Regions from separate parts of the Sus scrofa genome. Here all the other regions are linked to region 1. A link is a contact called in public Hi-C and targeted proximity ligation data. All regions are on one chromosome and are shown on one strand. The core of a region is the stretch at or near the end of the contact, and the rest is flanking DNA. Distances in the headings are between cores, read along the strand shown.

Region 1 (4,587 bases), core at 1,988-4,487:
CAGCCTAGCCTTCACAGATAGGACTAGCAGCTTTACACGAGGTTCCCCAAACCTCTCTCACCTCCTCTCCATATGAGGACACAGAGAAAAGACAGCCATCTATGAACTAGGAAGATTGCTCTCACTATACCCTTGAATCTGCCAGCGCCTTGATCTTGGACTTCCCAGCCTCCAGAACTATGAGAAACAAAATTGTTGTTGTTTATAAGCCTCCAAGTCTACGATATTTTTCTTATAGCAGCCCAAACAGACAAAGACAGGGCCTTCACCATTGCCAAGTTTAGCCATGTTTCTAAGGCCAGGAGACATCCCCCACTCCCACTCAGCATGGGTAACTTTTTTGTAGCCAGCTCTTGTGTAAGTGGTTTCACTGTGGTTTTCACACAGTCAGATTATCCTTTTGACTACACCTGTTCAGGCATTTTGAGCACAAGATCATGAACATTTGTTTATCATATTGCTGATATTCTATGACTCTCAAAACAGCACCATGGCCTTGTTGTACATGCTCTCAAGGCTACATGACCATTGTGAAAAATACCAAGTCACCGAGAGTCTCATAAATGTCAAGAGCCTTGGAATATGTCCTCACGTGCACAGATATATTCCTTCAACAGATGCATCTGCTAATTCATTTTTATCACTGTCCACCCCAGCTGAATCAGAGAGCAGTCGCCATGCCTCTCTAGCTGGATGCCTCAATAAACAGCAATAGCTGTGAGAGCCAGCAGAGAAATGCCTTTTCCCCTTTCTTTGGAACTCTAACTTATTTGATGGGTTCTTAACTGTTGGGGAGAAAAGGGGTGTGGCCTTGCCCAAAGCCTGGAGAATAGACTGGGTCTCTAAGAGGCAGAGTGACATTTTATGGCTCTGTGCATTTCTCTCACCATTGCTCCTTGTCCTTTGGAAACTCCTTCAGAAGTCTCCCCATCTCAAGAAATTCTATGACTCACAAATGAATTCTTCCAACCCACAGGTTTGGAGATCCATAGAATTGGGTTTGAAGCTCCCTCCTTAGAAGCTGCTAACTTAGGGTGTGTAGCCTGATCCTCTTTTACAGCAGGGGGGCTGTTAACACACACTCATGGAGGTTATAGGATGACCATGACGCCTGGACTGGAAGTTCTGCAGAAGTGGGAATGGCCATGTCTACCTGTGTTCAACCCACAAAGAATCTATTTTAAAAATATATAGTTCATTCCTCCAAGACCCAAGCCAGACCCACACTGACCCACAGGGGCCAGCTCAGTTTTGGTGGAATCAGAAGCGTCTGATGTTACAATGCTCAGTCCCTTGATATTTTTTTCTTTTCTTCACTTTTCCATTTTTCCATGTTACTTTTTGGCTGCCAATACCTTAGATTTGCCTGTTGGGAGCTTGGTAGTTGGGACTTAAAACCCAAAGAGCTCAATGTCTCAGACTTAGCATTCTCTAAAGTTCTCTCTAGTTCTCTAAATTTCTTTCTCTGAGATTTCTTATGGTGAGAGGTTGCTAAGACATTGTAGTTCGCACTTAGAGTATGACTGTAAATATATATATTTACAGTATATATATATATATATAAATGCTTTTTATTTTTTCCTTTATAGCTGGTTTACAGTGTTCTGTCAATTTTCTACTGTACAGCAAGGTGACCCAGTCACACATGCATATATACATACTCACAATATCCTCCGTAGAGTATGACTGTATATTATTCTAAGTTCAAAAAGTATCAAGGTCTGGTGTCTATATATCTACATCTAGGTTTCTTAAAGGCTCACAACTCTTATGCAGTATAGAGTTTTAGATCAAAGTTTATCCAATAAATATGTATTGTATATCTTTAGGCAACAGGAATGAGAATACAGTGGTGAACAAGACAGAAAAGTCGCTGGTCTCCTGGAGTGGGCATTCTAGGACCAGACTGGCTCTACAATTCATTTACTCCAGAAATTAGAGAGAAAAATAGTGGTAGAAACTGGCAGGGAGTTTGCCATGTCCGGTAGTGCACTAGAGACACAGAACTGAAAAAAAAAAAAAAAAAAAAAAAAAGACTTCACCACAAAATACTTGGGACCAATTACTTCCATTCAGGAAACACATGCTCATCATTTTCTTCAAACTAGAAATTACTTTATCCTGCTTTTCTTTGAAGTTCTCTTCAATCTGTTATTGTTCAGGGTCTCTATCCAATTTCTCATCAAATTGCCCTATTTGTAGCTTCCAAACATTAACACCTCTATGTTGAAATGGAGCCTATAAAATGCCTTCGGGGCTTAAACCATGTGTGAGGCAGAAATGGTATTTAAGCCCTTAATGAAATTATGAGCTTTTAAAGGGTTGCGTTTTGGGTTTATGGGAGCTTTCCTCCAGATTTTTTTTTTGGGGGGGGGGCGTTAGGGTGGGTGGGAAATGCTCAACACACGTTTATTACGTTTATTGTTTTCGCTTTTAAAATACAATTTTCATGAACTAGCGATTTATGAACACTTTACACTGCTTGAAAGCATCTGTAAACTTGGTGTGTGTGTGTGTTTTTTCCAACTCTCAAAGCAGCTTCTTGCTACTGGTCGAATTCCAGCCGGCAGAAAAGCTAAATATGTCTCGTCGCTTCACCGATCTTTCTCCAGAAAAGTGAAAGAGAATAGAAAATAGAGAAGGAGCAAGGGGGAGGCGAGAGGAAAAGGCGAAGGGGTAAGGGGAGAAGGAAGCCAGAAAATAAAGGAGCGCCGGAGCACAGATTGCAGACGAGCAGACCCAGAGCAGCCACAGCGCGGAGCTGCCGGCGGCCACTGGTCCCCCGAGCTGCCAATCGCGGTGTAATCCTGTAGGAATTTCTCCCGGGTTTAGCAGGGAGTCACACAGCCGCCTCCTCTCCCGAGTGGCCCGGAGAAGCCCAGAGAAGCTGGCTGGGGAGGGAGGGAGGGAGCGGGAGGAGAAGAGGAGGTGGAGGAGGAGGACCCTGGGAGGGAGGCGGCGGCGCGGGAGGAGGAGGGGCGCAGCCGCGGAGCCACTAGCCCTGCCGGACGCGCTTCTCTCCAGATACTCCCAGAGCTCCAGCCGCGCGGATCTCGCGCCCCCACCGCTCTGCCCCCAAACTTCAGCTGCAGCTACATTCCAAGCCATCTAATTTATTCCTCAAAAATCAGAAACCGAGCCGCGACACGGGGAAGGAGTCCGCGGAGGAGTAAAACTACAGCAGAGCAAGAAAGGCTCCAGAGAGCTGCCTCCCCGGAGCAACAACTCGGCGTCGGGAGTGTAGGAACCAACAAGTGAGAAGGCGCCGCGTTCCCCCAGCGCAGCCGCGGGCAGCGGGAGCAGGCGCAGGAAGAAGAAGCGAGCGCCCCGGAGTCCCGAGCCCGAACCCCCGAGCCCCCGAGCCGGAGCCGCGGTCGCGGAGGCTGCTCCGCTCCGGATTCTTCGGCGCGGGCTGCGCCGGGCGCTGAGCAAGAGGTTCCGCTTCTCTCTGGTTGCAAGCGGCGGCTGGGAGCAGCCGATCCCCGGGGAATATGCGGCGCGTTTGGATCCTGCTCACCTTGGGCTTGGTGGCCTGCGTGTCGGCGGAGTCGGTGAGTGGGCCAGGAGGGGGACGCGCGCGCCACATAGGGTGTCGAGGCCGAGCGGGGTGCGCAGAGCCCGCGGGGAGTCGGGGAGCGCCACCTGGGGGATGCCCCCCACTCCCAGCTGTGTCAGCTCGGCCCCCGGGGATCTGCTGGGACAAATGCGCTCGCTCCTCCGCCCCTTCCCTCCTCCCTTTCCCGCAGAAAAGCGCCGCTCCCTGGAGTTGCCTGGAGGTCCCCCGGGATCAGCAAGAGAGTACGGCAGTTTTGTCGAACCGCAGAGGCCCCAGAAATCTCTCCCAACTTCTTCGCCCTCGGAGGGTCTTTCTTTATGGCCGGGAAGGACCGATGGGGAAGGGTGGCCGGAGAGAGGATGTCGGGAAAGGGCAGCGTGAGAACTGGTCCCCTCCGCGCGCTCCCGGAGACCCAGGAACGACCTGGAAACTTTGGGGTCCCTTTGTCAGCACACACACACCCCCACGCCAGCTTTCCTACTCCATTGAATGCACGTTCTGGGGAGATGGGGCCCAGCTTTGAGAAACCCGCGAGTGTCCGGAGAGGAAAGTTTGCAAAAGTTCTTTTGTTTGATGTTCCGGGTGGCTGGGGTAAGGGAGCAGACACTGCGTGGATAAGCTACCCGCGGAGGCACAGTCGTCGGTCCCTTGGGGGGTGAGCGGGATGCGCCCCAAAATGCCAGGATGCGGACCCCTGGACTCCAAGTCTTGCAACGACCCGACCTCCTTGAGGGTCGGGGGGCGGCTTGCGGGCCCTAAGGAACAGGAGGGCATTTTGGTAGGGGTTGCGCTCAAGTGCAGCAGCTGGGCGAGGTGAGGTGCCTGAGACACTGAGCTTGGCCTCGGGTCGCCTGGCTGCTCGGAGAACCGGGGCTTCCAGCCCGCCACGCTCGTCCTCGCGGGCCCCGGCTGGGGTGCACCGAGGCTTGGAGGAGTCTCTTCTCCCACGGGCCCGAAAGCGGGCATCTAGCTTCCCTCCCTGGCCTCGGCGGTGGGAACTTGCTTTCTCCCCCTTTGGGTCGCGTTTCGGG
Region 2 (4,360 bases), core at 1,013-3,512, 270 kb before region 1:
GAAGGGGTGGGAGATGGAAGGGAAACTGGGAACTCGGAACTTGCCCATCATTTGTAGTTTCAGAAACAGATTACAGAAAACAAATGTAAACTTTCCAAGGGAGTTGGAGCTGTATGAAAAGGTGAGATTTCAAGATACGCTGGCAGATTTAAATGAGCCCCAGCCATATTTTTATTCCATATTACCTTTATGTCACATGGCCACTCTCTTTTAAAATACATATGTATTTCTGGGAGGGCTGTGATAACATTAGTAAGTCACTTACTATTAAGGAGGACAAGTAAAACAAGCACATTATCCTCCGCCCAAGTAGCTAACTTTCCACCGAGGGAATGGATATTTGAGAACAGATGAGAAGAAACAGGTAATGTTAAAACTCTTTGGGGGTAGTTTCCATTGTGGCTCAGTGGAAACGAACCTGACTAGCATCCACGAGGATGCAGGTTCGACACCTGGCCTCACTCAGTGTTGTTATGGGCTGTGGTGTAGGTTGCAGACTCGGCTTGGATCTGGCATGGCTGTGGCTGTGGTGTAGGCCATGGCTGTGGCTGTGGTGTTGGCCAGTGGCTACAGCTCTGATTCGACCCCTAGCCTGGGAACCTCATATGCAGAGGGTGCAGCCCTAAAAAGACAAACGAACAAACCAAAAAAACTCTTTGGGAACAGGACTGTGCCTGATGGGTTACCCAGTAGGGGCGGAGAGCAATGCGAGAGTGCCTGAGGTTTCAGGAGAGGTATGATACAGAAGAGGAGGTATGGTAAGTTTAAATTTTCTTTTAAAATTCCTGTCTTGGAGTTCCCGCTGTGGTGCAGCCGGTTAAGGAATGCCGGAGGTGCAGCTTGGAATCAAGCCCTGGCCCAGAAGTGTGGCCAAAAAAGGAAAAAAAAAAAAAAAAAAAAATGTTGTCTTAGGGCTAGCCCCTTACCAAGGAAGGAAAGCAAACTCTTTAATCTCAAACCCTCCTTATTACATCCCAGATTACACAGCTTTGGTAAATCTCTTTGCAAATTAAGCACCACATAACTGCACTGCTTCTAGGAAAACAACTACCAAAGAGTCAACAAACTACAAACATATTTGTAGGAGACAACTGTATTTACCAGTGATGGTAATAACGATTAATATTCACTGTGTGCCAGGCACTATTCTATCTGCTTTAACTCCCATTCGCTAGTTATTTACAACACTCTTGTCCTTGCATAAGAGGAGTAAGATTTATTCAAGATCAGAAGCAGCTAGTGATAGGGTTTAGGCCAGGTCTACCTAGTTTCCAAACGCAGCACAGAAGCAGAACGCCTTAAATAGCTGCCCAATTAATGAAGTAATGAATTCTTAAAAGTTTCCACCACCTCTGAAAAGCTCAATGTGATTTAGATAACCAACTTATCTGGCAATCTGATGTTTCCTTACTAGCTTCACAATTGCTGGGGCAGAGAGAAAACATTTTTTAAAAGTTAATTCCAATTCACACCGCCAGAGGGCAGCGATTGGCCAAAAAAGAGAAAAAAGAAAACCCTACCTTAGAACGTCCTGTTTTAAATATTCCGGTTGTTTCTGCATTCTATTCCATAATATACGTTCATCCCAATGCCTACAATAAATGAAAATTTCTCCAAATCCACAGATCAACTTGACGTTCCAGATAAGCCAAGGTCAACCTGAAACTTCACTATAACCCTTGCTCAGCTGCCTCTAACTCCCAGTCTGAGAAGAGCGAAAGGTGGAACAGGTTTCCAGCCCTATTTCCTCCGGTCACTTTGCCTCAGTTATCTCACCAGCCTAAAAGGAAAACTAACCACCGTCCCCCTCGCGCCGGCGGGAGAACTGATCGAGCGAACGCACATGACAGCGCTTGGCTCACAATAAGTACTCAGTTCATTTGGGTTCAAGGTCAGCCACTGATTATCTCCTGGTGCCCTTGAACTCTTTTAAGGCCGAGGGGAAGGGCTGCCGAGCACGAGAAGCCTGAACACCAGGGCTGTGGCAGCCACCGCGGGTACCTTCACCACAGCAGGTCCTATCCCAACCCTCTGGGCGAGCCCGGCCTAGCGACAGCAAGGGGGTAGGACCCAAGCGTCTTTCAGGCGGGCCGCCGCCGCCTTCCCTTATGCCGCAAACCTAGCCACTTAGAGCAAAGGAAGACGAGCAAGTTGCTGCGAAAATAGGTTAAGCGCTGCGACGTCAGCCAGGCAAGATGCCACTCACTTACCAGCAGGCCTGCTCGCCATTTTGACCCGAGACAGAAGCGTTGCCTGATGGGTAAGTCCTAAAGGACGCGCAGGGTCCAGTGCGCAGGCGCGCTACGTCACGTCGCGAGGAGAGGGAGGACGCTCGCGCAGGCGCAGTTTTGGCGGCCGGTGTTTGGTTCCTGCCCTGCACACCTCTCCAGCCCCCTGGGTTTTATCCATCCAGCGGGTCTGGAACTGGTCCCGGTTCCAAGAGGCGGTACTTGTGACCTGATGGGGGAAACACTAGGCAGGGAATTAGGACACCAGGGCTTTAGCTTGGGTTGTGTTACTGACGAGCTCTGAGAGTTGAGGCAGTATGAATTGCGCCCTTTCTGCCAAGCACCATGCTAAGCAGTTTCTGGACGTATTTTCATTTAATTCTAAATCTGTAAGATAAATACTACTGTGATCGTACCTATTGTAGGGAAGAGGAAACAGGCTCAGAAAGCTTTCATAAATTGTCCAAGGGCACACAAGGTAGGGAGAATCCAGATTCATCTTCCAGAATCTGAGACTGGATAAAACTGTGGCACTCCTTAATTGTAGGGCCATGTGCTACCCCACTAATCCAGGAGACACCTTCTCTGACCTTCAGTTTCTCCAGGTGAAGTTGTACATCAAGACTTTTTAGTGGAAATCTAGTTAAGAGAATTTGAGTGCCTTGTGATTTTTTTGTTTGTTTTTATGGCTACACCTGCGGCATATGGAAGTTCCCTGGGCCAGAGTTCTAACTGGAGCTTCAGCCAAGGCCTAGGCCACAATGGATCCGAACTGGATCTGCAATTTAGGCTGTACCTTTTGGGCAACACCAGATCCTTAACCCACTGAAGGAGGACGGAATCCTCACAGAGACAACGTTGGGTCCTTAACTCCATGAGCCACAAAGGCAACTCCTTGAATGCAATTTTAAGGTAAAATAACTACTTTCACTGTCTCAATTCCAACATGTTTCATCTGAGGTATAAAAACCCAGGGGCAGCAGTGTCACAAACTGTTAAGGGAGAAGAATTTTACTAAAGGATGCAAAGCAAAATAAATGATTAATTAGTGGGTGAGGCAGAGAGGGGACTATCCAAGTAACTTTTCCCTGCAAAAGAAGATATGCTCCACAGTGACAGCTCTCCACATATAAGCAAGTTCTCTTGCTGAACACAGTCATGAGAAGAGTCAAAGGTTAAATCCCTCTCATCATGCTATGTTTTAAAAAGAAATTTGTATTTGGGAGTTCCCATTGTGGTGCAGCAGTAACAAACCCGTCAAGTATCCATGAGGACGTGGCTTCTATCCCTGGCTTCCCTGTGGATTAAGGATCTGGTGTTGCTGTGGCTGTGGTGTAGGCCAGCAGCTATAGCTCTGATTCGACCCCTAGACTGGGAACCTCCATGTGTCTTGGATGCAGCCCTGACAATACAACAAACAACAACAACAAAATACTTGTGGTTTTAGGACTGTTCATTACAGCAACACAGATAGCCCATTCTGAGAGGGTTGTTAATAAAGGCAAAATGAGGTTCTGAGCCAAAGAAAGGCTAGGCAGGATGGCTCCATGCTTTGCCTCCTAGCTCATCCTTCTTCCTTGTTTCCTGTTATGTGATCTCATCCATTAGAGAACTCCATGAAGACACATATCCCTGCCACCCTAGGTACTGTATTTTAGGAACGCAAATGTCTGCTGGGCAAGTGAATAAAATTCCTCTAACAGGAAGGCCCTGACCCATTATAAATTTAGTTTCTCACAAGGTTTCAGGATACCCAACAGCACAAAGCCCTGATACACAATAAACTACTCCCAAAGTTAGTGGTTTAAAACACTTTCTGAATTCCCAATTCTGAATTCGGCTGGGAAATTCTGCTCCCTGTGGTACCTACTGAGGCTGGAATACACAAGACTGGCTCTCACTCACTTATCTGGTGCTCACTTGGAACAGCTGAGGTTTGGTCGGGAATCTCTTCCCGCCTCATTTCTCCAGTAGTCACCAGGCCTCTTTCCATCCTGGCCCAGGGTTCCAGGACAACTGCAGATGTGCAAGTAGCCCAGGAACCAGAGTGCACCAGTCAGTGTGGGAGGGAATAATACGATTGCAAATACCGGATGTGGTTCCTTGGGGGTCTACTCAGTCTCGTGATCCTA
Region 3 (4,405 bases), core at 101-2,600, 440 kb after region 1:
TGATCTAAAGTTCATTAGCTACTCCATTTAGCTGTTAATGTTGTGAGGCCATCGGTGTAAATAAATGTGTTATTTGGTAATGGACCTGTTTTCTTAACAATTATAATATATTGTTCTCTCCAAATGCTATCATTTAACTCTGGCATTCTGCTAATTAGTCAGCAGATCAGCCTTCAGTGTGGTTTCAGTATCTCATCCTCTCATCACATTTTTCTATTAAAACATATGGAGTTGGTGTCATGGGCTAAATTCTGCCCCTCCCCGCCACCCGACGCCATTGAGGTCCTTACACCCCAGTACCTCACAAGGTGACTGTATTTGGAAACAGGGCCTTTAAAGGGGTGATTAAGTTCAAATGAGGCCTGATTTTGACCCCCAATCTAATTGATGTCTTATAATAAGAAGAGTTTGGGGCACACGGAGAGACACCAGGGGTGCCTGCTCACATAGGGACAGTCGTGTGAAGAGACAGAGAAGGAGGCCATCCGCAAGCCAAGGAAATTGGCCTCAGGAGGAACCAGACCTGCTGGCACCTTGACCTTAACCTCACAGCCTGTGAGAAAATAAATTTCTGTTGGTGAAGCCAGCTACTCGGTGGTATTGTGCGACGGTGGCCTCATCAGACTAACACTCTTGGCACTGAGGAGCAAAATTCACTTGGGACTTTCTGATTTTATGTTATTCCTTGTAGTTTATAAAGCACTTACCACACACCTCATTTGAACCTCACCCAGTCCTATAAAATAAGTGTTATTATTTACTCCATTTCTCAGAAGAAGCATTTGGGGTCAGAGAGTCCATACAAACACAGAGCTGCTCAGAGGGCGGGCGGAATTTGAAGCCAGGCTACTTGATTTCAGTCTCCTCTTTTCTCTCCCCGTTACCATGAGTGTAGCGTGTGCACCTGCCTCTTCTTTTGTAGTTTAGGCACCAGATTTGGTAGAAGAGAGTTTTGATACGTTACCACTGGCAGGTTACCATGGGTGACTGCGGATTTCTGCCTAACACTGGGGTGAAGCAAACAGCAAACTTTGCCAAATCCAAAGAGTGTATTTTTACTTAGGACTCAGCCTCCAGCATCTAGTGCCTTTCAGTTTGCTGTCACTGTCCCACTGAACATGAAGCACGTAATAGCGACATGTCTATTGGTGTGTTTTATTTGGAAAGCCATTCCATGTGCTTAGATCAACTTTTTACTTGTTTATTCCTTCCATAAGTTCATGTGGAGCACCTGTTAGGAGCCGTGGGTTTGGATCTCAGTTTCTAAAGTAGGCAGGGGTCAACGCGCTCGGCATGGAGGGATGTGGCTGAACAGAACACAGCTGGCTCTTGAGGCAAGAGGGTTCTCCTTTCTGTGAGCTTACATTATTGCATCATTGCTGAGCTGAAAATACACCGTCCCCCACCCGCAAGTTAAACTCTCAGCATTCTTCTTCATTCTCAGAAACAGGCCTATGGAAATTTGAAAAAGCGTGCCTCAAAATAATATAGTCAGCAATCTGATAGAACTAGTCTTATGCCATCTTAGTGTATTGTCATAGGCATTCATAATTAAAGTTGTAACAGTTTATTCCTCTATGGAAATATCTTGGGGGACAAAGTAACTAGGCAGGAAGGGGACATTCAAGTAGCAACTTTGATTTGGGATTTCTTTCCTATTATTTTTAGGCTCCAATTGAAAAGAAGTTTTTGTGTTTTATATTTTTTTCACCAAAAATTTTACTGCCAGAAATGGAAAATGCTCCTATTTCTTTCCTAAGAGTAGCAATAATTTTGGTCGTCATATTTTTAAATTAATTTTTTTTTAATTTAAGAAACCTTTGTTATTCTTGTTTGACAGCAGAGTCTGTAACTTTAATTCTCTGGCCATCTAATTAGAAAGATGTTTCCTAACTATGATCAGCATTGGAATTGGTCCAGAGCCCATATTTATAAAACAGTAACTATGACAACCCATTCTTCCTAACCAGGATCAACCCTTAATACTTTCCCAACTGTCTGTTTTACAAGATGACATAAGTAGAGGGTTTGGAGGAAAAAAAAAAAACAGCTTTGGGTGATAATCAAAATGCTTTTTGCAAACAGAGCCTTTAAATCTGTTTGTTCAGCAGCATGTGATTCGGACAGTGGGAGTTCATCAGACTGCAAGGATTAACCCTCTAATTTGTTTCTATTTTTCCTTTTGGAAGGGGATAGACCGCTGTGAATTCCATGTACTCAGCCTGAGCTGCCAAACAGGATTGGAAACTGACTAGTGGCCGAAACATGAGGCAGAGATAATCCATTATTTTCCTGTTCCTCATGACCTTATGTAATAGGGTTTTGTTTGGTTTAAAAAGAAGTAAAAATATATTACAACTTTCAAACCCATGTCCCTCCGAGCCTGAAAGGCTTCTATGTATTTCATCCTTTTCTGCTTAAATAGAATGATACTACTGATCGATAATAATTTTAACCAAATTCCTTACAGTGATCTCCAGTACAGAAAGGGCTCTTAGGTGAATACTTATCACAGATCACAATACACTTGAAAAGCCAATTTGTTTAGGTGAATGTGTCCGTGATTGGTCTTGATGAGACCACTGCACGGGGTGCAGAGGGCTCAGTGTCCAAGGCAGGGTCAGAACAGGCCTCTGATGCTCGATTGGATGATACATCCCATAAAGTTAGCTGACCTTCACAATTGCAGTAGTGGCAGGGCTCTGCAATGGAGACTGCTTCTTACCATTGACCCCTCTCCTCAGTCCATGTCCATCTGTCTCAGGGAGAATAAATTCCTTATGGGGATAGTGGAGTTCAAAGTGCTGTCTCTCCCAGCCTCTCCCAGAGCAGGCCTATCTTTCTTTGGCCAGAAGTAAGTAGAAAGTAGTAGGCTGCAGACTTTTGGACAAGATCTCCAGGTGTTATTGCCACTGGATGCATCTTAGCCCTGACTCAGCTGTGGGGACAGGACTTCTCCATCAAAATCATACCAAACAGCTTAGTGGCACAGGGCATACTCAACCAGGTTGACTTTCTTTTAGCCTTTCTTCCCTTGGATTCTATATTATCCTCACTTGATTTTTTTTGTTTATTTGTTTATAGATCATCTCTCTGGAAATCAGCATTCTAATCTGAAGGTTAAAAGTAACACATTAATATTAAACTGAAATTGTTACGATTATGATGCAACATGGAAAACACAGGATCCTGGCCCTGTGTAGTCAAGGTGCATATCAAAGGACTACCTTTAGTGAGCCCAAACTTTTGCATCTTCCCATATACAGAAAGTGCTTCCCATATATAGAAATTCAACTTGAGATGCCATAAGGTAAATGCTCCCCCCTTACTTCCTCAGAATAGTCCCTCAGAGCTATCTGAGGCTGTGTCTTGGGCTTAGGTCCTCAGTATGTTTGCCTAATAAACTGTACTTTCAACTTAAAAAAAATTATGATGCAACAAAGTATAAGGAAACTGCAAAATATGAACCTGAGTCATTGAATCATCAGTACCTATGCAATTAAACCCATGGTCTGGGTGTTTGGAGAGAGTACATTTTTAATGTGCTGTCCCCCAAGAAATATCTCCTTCTCATCCCTGCAGTGGCATTTCCACCAGAATGACTCACCTAGATCCTAGAACCCAGTCCATGGGAACATTCAGTCTCCATCTTCAACTTCTATTTCTCTCTGTTTCCTTCAGATGTTGTCTCCCATGGTTCCAGTATTAATCTTAATCTTACTATTTTTTTCTATTGTCTCCAGTAATACTTGCTTGTACATCCATCTACCCACTCATCTACCCTTCCATCTTTCCATCTGTCCATCTATCTAAACATCCAAACATCATTTATTGAGTAACTACTATGTGCATTCAAGGCATATTTTCAAAGCGTCGTTATTTCCTGGTCAGTCTAAGAAAACAATGAAAGGTTAGATGCTATAGTCGTAGTTGGATTCTCCAAAAGCAGAACCATTATAGGTTCATGCACTAAGATGTGGGTAATTACTGCAGGCAACTGTACACAGTCCTGCTTGGGATTTTTTGAGACACTTGGTAGACATGCTTCAGAATTGTCCCGCTGAAAGATGGGAAAGCCAAGAGGTTTATCCACTGATGTTTGTCTTCACTGGTTGAAAGTTACTTTGGGGGCATAAAATCCCTGACTTTTTCAGGATTCCCTCCTAGTAGGCTTTTGGTGCCCAAGAAAGCTCTTGGGCAGAAAACAAGGGCATGAACAGGTTCTGTTCCCCAAGGCTGCAGGGGAACCCAGAGGTGGGCCCAGGAGCTATGGGGTGAGGTATCCAAAGCATCTGCTTCAACCTCTGTGGCATCCCAACTGCCTTCAGTAGAAATGCATGAAGAGTTTCCCAGTTTCCAGTAAAGTTTACTGGAGTGAGCACTTACTCTGTTTCATGGGCAGAAA

Evidence for each region. Hi-C and Micro-C count contacts between places; a contact is called where the count stands out from the background.
Region 2: a Hi-C map of embryonic fibroblasts shows a contact between it and region 1, with 2.4 times the contacts expected there. A contact is called at or near these places in 1 of 5 promoter capture datasets (liver), 1 of 47 Hi-C or Micro-C datasets (embryonic fibroblasts) and 2 of 2 datasets of targeted methods (alveolar macrophages and skeletal muscle).
Region 3: a targeted proximity ligation map of alveolar macrophages shows a contact between it and region 1. A contact is called at or near these places in 2 of 5 promoter capture datasets (fetal liver and fetal skeletal muscle), 4 of 47 Hi-C or Micro-C datasets (alveolar macrophages, embryonic fibroblasts, liver and 1 more) and 2 of 2 datasets of targeted methods (alveolar macrophages and skeletal muscle).

The regions. Positions count from the first base shown.
Region 1 is chr4:40,128,133-40,132,719 of Sscrofa11.1, reverse strand. SDC2 (syndecan 2) reads left to right here and starts at 3,237. Exons shown (of 5, transcript NM_001315754.1): 1 at 3,237-3,551. The coding sequence starts at 3,492.
Region 2 is chr4:40,401,206-40,405,565 of Sscrofa11.1, reverse strand. It overlaps UQCRB (ubiquinol-cytochrome c reductase binding protein), which reads right to left and starts at 2,262. Exons shown (of 4, transcript NM_001185172.1): 1 at 2,211-2,262. The coding sequence starts at 2,229.
Region 3 is chr4:39,688,311-39,692,715 of Sscrofa11.1, reverse strand. The region is part of intron 3 of CPQ (carboxypeptidase Q); the gene reads left to right. Among named protein-coding and RNA genes, the nearest start is that of CPQ, 170 kb to the left of the region's middle.